2 separate regions of the Drosophila melanogaster genome follow, and region 1 is linked to region 2. Evidence: chromatin contacts called from public Hi-C data. All regions are on one chromosome and are shown on one strand. The core of a region is the stretch at or near the end of the contact, and the rest is flanking DNA. Distances in the headings are between cores, read along the strand shown. Region 1 holds the start of ArfGAP1 (ADP-ribosylation factor GTPase activating protein 1). Region 2 holds the start of INPP5E (Inositol polyphosphate 5-phosphatase E).

Region 1 (3,655 bases), core at 393-2,892, 140 kb before region 2:
TTCAATGCTAAAAATTCTATATTTAGATTGAACAAACTTAGAAAATTTTGATTTACTAAAGAGATGTCTTCAACAGAAAGGAAGCTAAAGGAAGTAGTCTCATAATATTATGAACTAAAATCTAAGATCGTTTTGTTAACTACTTGATAGAATATGAAAGGTTATTTTCTCATCTGAGAAGTCTGTTATTTATCTCAGTGCATTGGATCCGCTCCGGCAGCGGGACAAGTAGTTGTTGAAAGCGTCGAGCGAGTGCCCAGCCAGGAACGCCCGGCTCTTTGGCTCACTGGCTCATCGGCTCACTTAGCGAAGGAAGGAGTCGTAAGTTGGCTGGGACGTGGCGATCGGCGGATCGATCGATCGGATTACCCGGCAGGCTTTTAAATTCAACACATCCTGCGGTCGCCGCGGCAATTATATGCTCGTTGCCGCTCGCATCCAGATCTGATCTGCCACGCCCCCCTTGTTGGGCGTGCGACGGCAATTATAGATCCGCTGAGATGCCAAAAGACGCTGACTTAAATAAATGCGCGAGTTTGGAAATTGAAAGGGAATTAGCGGTGGGCAGGCAGAGCCGAACTGCGGAAATATTGTGCATAATTATATGCTAATCCGAATGGCATTGAATTATGTGCAGACGCGTGTGGTCACCTACCTTTTGGACTTTTCCTCCAAGGGGCACTGAAAAATGGGGAAAAGGGAAATGGCTTTTAGGCGGCTCCAAATTCTCTCAGATTTGAGTTCCCTTTCATCTTTGGTGGCCCTGCCACCCGCGGTCTGTTTGCATTGAAGTCGATCATGTAAGTAATTTCCCCTGTCCGGGATTCAAAACACCGAAATCGAATCAAAATCCACCGACAGTCGGTAGGAGATTGATTACTGTTAGGAGTGTGATAAATCGCTGTTTTTATTAACTTTTTTCGGGATGACGCAGCGCAAATTGGCGGCGCTGCATCTCCAGTCGCCGCACGAGTACTGAAGATCTGGAAATCAGATCAGCGTGATAATGTATAATTTGTTGAAGGGTTTTCGGCGTGCTCGCAACAAAGGCGATGCCATCGAGTTGGGTTAATTGAATTTGCTGGAGAGCGGACAGAGATTTTTGTGCAATATTTAGCTAAAATATGTATGTGTATATTAACATTATTAACATTATTAACACATTAACATTAACATATGTTGGATAATGATGAATAAAAATGGTTTTCTAAATGTCTAATTTAATTTATATAATTTCGAAAATATTTGTTCTTATCTAACTTTTTTCGAAATATTTAGTAAATAAGCAGCTTGAATATATTATATGCAAGCTATATACAATAAATATAATACAGCAACAGAGTAAAAAAATATTTTATTGTTTTTATAAAACCGATAGAATTTTAAATTAAAACATTAAAACATGTTAAAGCTAATATTTTTAGGTTTTCTTTTATGAAAGACAGTTTCAAATATATTAAACTTGTTTGCTTAAGATATTTAAATATCCCGCTCATTTTCAATAAACTATCGATATATCGCAATTCCGAACGTTCCACTTTAGTTGCACTTTGGTCACACTGCAAAACAAAAATCCAAGTGGAACTTTGAGATGGGTAAATATCGATAGTATGCCCAACTTCCTTTGGTTTTCCATGCAATATTCGGTATATCGATGCTGTCGTGAGTGGTCAGCTCATCTCCAATTCCAAGTGGGACACGCTTAACACTTTTTTTTTGCCAATTTGCCATTAATTGCAAGCGTCCCAGCTGATCCAAAAAAATTCAAAACTCTGTTAAATGCGTTTGGCCAGGCGTTCGTCGCGATCCGTGGACTTTAAAGGCTCGTAAGCGTGTGTGAGAGCTTCAAATCGCCCCATCTCAAAGCCAAGATTGCACCCAAATCAGCGCCAGCGTCAGCAAAAGTTTCATTAGCAACTCGGTTATCAGCTGCGAAACTGAAGCCAACTGAACGCAAAGAGTTGGGCAATCCGCCAGAGCAGGGCCAGAAACCATAGAAACCAGTTGCCATGGCGAGTCCCAGAACGCGACGGGTGCTCCAGGAACTGAAACCCCAGGATGAGAACTCGGTAGGTTTGCTCCTTTGTCCACATACGCTAGATAAGCTTCAATTTCTTTGTTTAAAAATGACTAGAAATGCTTCGAGTGCGGTACCCACAATCCGCAGTGGGTGTCCGTGACCTACGGCATCTGGATCTGCCTGGAGTGCTCCGGCAAGCATCGCAGTCTGGGCGTGCATCTGTCCTTCGTGCGCTCCGTCACTATGGATAAGTGGAAGGACATCGAGCTGGAGAAGATGAAGGCGGGCGGCAATCGCAATGCGCGCGAGTTTCTGGAGGATCAGGAGGACTGGAACGAACGGGCGCCTATCACGCAGCGTTACAACTCGAAGGCGGCTGCTTTGTACCGCGATAAGATAGCCACCTTGGCCCAGGGCAAGAGCTGGGATCTCAAGGAGGCGCAAGGCCGCGTGGGCAGCAACAATAGCTTCAGCTCAGGTGGCTCCAGCAACAGCAGCTACCAGTCGCGACCCAGTGCAACAGGTTATGGCGGAAACGGAGGCTATCAGAATGGCGGAGGCGCCGAGCCTGGAGGCTATCAGCAGTACCAAACGCAGGAGTTCAAGGACCAGAAGGAGGAGTTCTTCAGCCGACGCCAAGTGGAGAATGCCTCCAGGCCAGAGTAGGATCTTAATGGCATATCTGTCCATTAGCTATGATTTATCCTAGTTGATTGTTTCAGAAACTTGCCACCGAGTCAGGGCGGAAAATATGCAGGTTTCGGGTTCACACGCGAACCACCACCGAAAACGCAATCTCAGGAGCTTTTCGACTCGACGCTTTCCACTTTGGCCTCTGGCTGGAGCCTTTTCTCCACCAACGCCTCCAAGTTGGCCAGCACCGCCAAGGAGAAGGCCGTCACCACCGTCAATTTGGCCTCGACAAAGGTGAGTCCTGCGCCTCAGCTCGTATATCTTTCAGATTTTGATTCCTTATTTGCCTATTCTCTTCGATTTGGTTCAATATTATGTTGATTTTGTATTCTTTTGGTTTATTATTAGTCTGCTGATTAGTTTTAAATAATTTAAAGCTGTAGAAACCCACCTTAACAACAAAAGAGAGCAAAATCCCTTTAGTTAATCCCCATATTTGTTTGTTAATTTAATTGGTACACCTTATTGTTTGTATTATTTATTTGCATCTTTTTTTGGTTGTAGATTAAAGAGGGAACTCTGCTAGATTCCGTACAATGCGGAGTTACCGATGTAGCCAGCAAGGTCTGTAGTTCCCCATCATCCAGTTAATCTTCTCTAAACCCACATCCCTCTAACATATAAACATACCGATCGCAGGTCACCGATATGGGCAAACGAGGTTGGAATAATCTGGCGGGCAGCAACATTTCGTCGCCGCAGGGCGGATACAACGATCCCAACTTCGAGGACAGCAGCGCCTACCAGCGTTCCAATTCCGTGGGCGGTAATCTGGCCGGAGGCTTGGGTCAGCAGAGCGGCGTCAGCGACAGCGACTGGGGCGGCTGGCAGGACAACGGCAACAGCAAGTCGCACATGACCAGCTCGAGTTCGTACCACAATCAGTTGAGTAGCAGCAGCGGCGGCGGTACCGCCTCCGCCGGCCTAACCCGCGACGCTGAC
Region 2 (3,609 bases), core at 467-2,966:
GCAGTGGGCAAAGAAGGTTTTGCTGGCCACCGGTGATTCTGGCGCACTGGCACACTCACTGGACGGACGCGGTCGGTGTGAGGATCCTTCGCTGGAGTGCAGCGAGCCCGAGTTGTTGTCCACCATGCTCCAACTTAGCGAGAGGTTATCGCGCCGCAGAACACTGTTGCTATCCGGTATGGAGTTATAACGCACGGTCACCGGCGGTGTCATCGGTTTCTTTTCCGCCTTGCAGCACAGACTGAACTGGTGACTAAATCTATTGTGATTGGGTGAGCGATGCTTGGGCGACTTGCGCCGCATCACCACGTCGGCTCCTCCATCGCTTTGGGAACCAGCATCCGTACTGTGCCGGTGCGAGTGATTCTTTCCTTTCGAGGAACTTGGCTTTGCACGCCTGTGGAAGCTGATCAGCCCGCTGTGCGACTTCTCCAGCGGCAGCGTTTGGCTTTTGAGGGTGCTCCCATTGTTATTGACATGGTTTGCAGACGTATCTGCATTGCACTTGGCGAAACTGACATCGTATTGGCCACAGGCGGACACGGGTCTCTGTTGTAATCTTGGCGATTCGGGTGTCACGGGATGTGGCTCCACCTTACTAGGTCGCTTGCTCAGCAAACCGAACAGGGAGCTCGCGGTCTTGTGACCGGATCTGGGACTGCTGGTGGAACTGGTTATCCGTTCCTCACTTCCCGCGCTGCTGTGCTGCATGTTGGCTTTAGTCCGAACGAAATGATTCTATCATCTAAGGTGAAGGTGCTAAGTGGTTATCATGCCCCCCTTTTGTCAAGTTAATTCGCTCTATCTGCCGGATCTCTCGAACCGAGCTCATTGTGCGATGGCCTCTGGCTGCCGGCCATATAAATAGTAAAGCCAGACGTCATCGAGCGAGCACAATGCAAATGCGACTTTGGTCCGGCGTTCTGGCTGGTCGCAATGCAAATTATTTTGGGCTCGGCGATGACGTACACGAAATCAGGCTAATTGGGCTGACTGGCGGCGATTGCGTGTGCTGTTCTGTAAGATTTTAATGAAGGTAAACATTTAGGCGGGTTGGTAATACCAAGGGTATAATACACTTACTAACCTGCAAGCAACTAAATAAAAAAAACACATATGTGGGCAGATCCTTTGGGGCGAGAGAGCTGAAAGGATTCAGAAAATCAATATGCTGGGTAATAACTGTGGCGACACCGTCGCGATATATAAAATGGGGAGGATTGTGGGCGATTTGGGGGGTGGTTGGTCGCGGAAGGGTGGTCTTTGGCGACGACGTAACAACATTGGCATGCTGCGGCGCCCACGCATCCAAGCACTGAGCACTCAGCATCTGAACGTCTGAACACAAGCACAATATCCGTCGTCTGCTGGCTGATTCGATTCTCTGGGATCGAGAGATTTATAATTAGCAGACCATTGTTCCCGTCAGCGCAGCCTTGTTGTTCTTGTGTTGTTGGCCTACGTCTAGCATAAAAGCAGCAACAATAGCACATAGCACACATGCGATATTCAAGTTCAGGTTCAGGTGCGCATTGATTTCGCTCTTGGTGTGCTTTTCATGTTCCGCACTGGTACGCACTACCCTTCCACGCTGCTGTCACCTATGCGATTTATGTAATTTTTGTATGATTTACCGCGTTCCAATGTTGTTTACACCCAAAAACTCCGAGCAAGTGCGGAACTTGTCGTGGGAACTGCGATTTAGGGGTGGCAAAAGTGGGCAGCCAACTGCCGATAAGTGGGAGCACGTATCGATAGGTGCGGGCGGGGGTGTTTCAGTGGCTGGGTTGTGACACGATAGATTTAAAGAAATATTTCTTAAATATTAATTAAGATTTGTATTTAATTGTGTTTCCAGCAAAACGTACCAATGTAATATTTATTAGGTAAACATACATAACAAAGCGCTATATATTCAATACAAAATTGTGGGCCAAGTACCCTTCAAAAATTTATTAAGAGGAATTTATAACATTATTATTAAATGTACTTTATTATTTTTTACAATTATTTAATAAACCGTTTCTTATATTAAAAAAAATAATAAGGTTTAATTAACTGTATTATACAGCCACACTAGAAGTGCAATCGAAATCGACTTGCTATCGGTGCTCGTAAGGCGCATCACTAGTATTTCGTTTCGGTCGGTACGCGGTTCAGCGTTTTTGTTCAACGGATTAGCGCAAGTTAAGCACGATGGCGGCCCAGACGATACTGTTTGATTTCACGCTGGACAAGGACAAGACGGCGGATGAGGAGGCGCGCCTCCAGGTGGCCAAAATCCTGCGTAACGAGCTGGAGCAGCTGTTCCCCCAGCTGGAGCTGGCCTACTCGATGGAGTCGCCGGAAAACGGCTACTTTGCGGTGCTGCACGAGAACAAGGACACGGTGATTACCTGCCGCATCTTCCAGCACGGCCTGCTGACGCTCAACGTGGAGTACTTCCTGCCCGATGGCAAGGAGCCGAGCATATCCTTCGACGTACGTATTCAGTGCAATTTAGATTCCTTTAAAAAACTCAAAAAACAAGCAAGCAAACACCCGACAGCAGCACCACCACCCACATCTTTCTTACCCTCCCAGTTTCCGTGTCTCGGCTGATTAGTTGGGGAAAGGGTTTTCCACCCACCGGGTAAAATTGATTTTCCGCGCACTTGTACCCGAGTGTTGTTGCTTCATCATACATACATGTGGGGGTGTGTGCATGGCAAGTGGGCAACCATGTGGGTGGGTTGATTGGTTGTGTGTGTGAGTGTGTTCCTGACCACTCGGCGAGCTCAAATGGCCGGCACTTGGTCAGGGTCAGTTCGTCCGTCCTTGGCCTCAAGTGATGGCTGCCCCCATCCCAGCACTTTCACCAGTTTCTATTATCTAACACCTCTGAAGCACACATCACATACATAGCGATTTCAGCTGGGCTTTGCTAGGTTAACTTGTCGTTCCGGTCCCGTTTCTATGCTTTTCACATTTGGCCGGAGCACGTGGGTTGGGTTCGACTCGCGATCTATTGATTGGCGCCCCTTTGGGGCATGGTACCCATACTAATAAGAAGAAAAACACCCGGAATATGCGGCCCTTATTACAGAAACCAGATTTCAGGTTACACCCTTAGGCACGCATTATTTCATTTGATACTTAAACTTTCTTATACCAGTTTACTCTACTTACGCATGCACATATAAACAAACCTAAGTCAACAAAATGACTGTTGATACCACAAATCTGAGGGTTTTCAAAATGACAACCAGTATTTGTTTGTAAAACAACAAAGAATATAAAATTTGATAGAATATTTCAATTTCTTCCATCATTTGTTTAAGTACATCTAAAATGCTAGAGAAAATGTCCCATGTACATATGCCTACAGCTACGGTAAGCTAAATAGCATCAAAAAAATTAAATTATGTCAAAAAGTCTAAAATTGTTTTGTTCTATAACTATAGCTTTAACAAAATCCCAAGTAAAATTTTTATAAAATTATATTTTTATACAATGATGGAGTTAGTTAGGATATAATCTCAACAAACCTTTGTACTTTATAAATAATTTAATCAAGTAATCGAACAAAGAAATCAACCTAAACCAACTTTTCTATAGGAGTAACTAATA

What was found. Hi-C and Micro-C count contacts between places; a contact is called where the count stands out from the background.
Region 1: a contact with region 2 is called in a Hi-C map of the Kc167 cell line, with 2.0 times the contacts expected there. A contact is called at or near these places in 10 of 107 Hi-C or Micro-C datasets (the D17-c3 cell line, the Kc167 cell line, the S2 cell line and 3 more) and 3 of 7 datasets of targeted methods (the Kc167 cell line and the S2 cell line).

What each region holds. Positions count from the first base shown.
Region 1 is chr3L:12,415,567-12,419,221 of dm6, reverse strand. ArfGAP1 (ADP-ribosylation factor GTPase activating protein 1) reads left to right here and starts at 1,642. Exons shown (of 5, transcript NM_079316.3): 1 at 1,642-2,069; 2 at 2,135-2,682; 3 at 2,743-2,947; 4 at 3,218-3,277; 5 at 3,353-3,655. The coding sequence starts at 2,010.
Region 2 is chr3L:12,275,762-12,279,370 of dm6, reverse strand. It overlaps INPP5E (Inositol polyphosphate 5-phosphatase E), which reads right to left and starts at 1,716. Exons shown (of 5, transcript NM_140309.2): 1 at 1,635-1,716; 2 at 1,088-1,145; 3 at 1-1,017. The coding sequence starts at 711. It overlaps Sms (Spermine synthase), which reads left to right and starts at 2,120. Exons shown (of 4, transcript NM_168496.2): 1 at 2,120-2,481. The coding sequence starts at 2,197.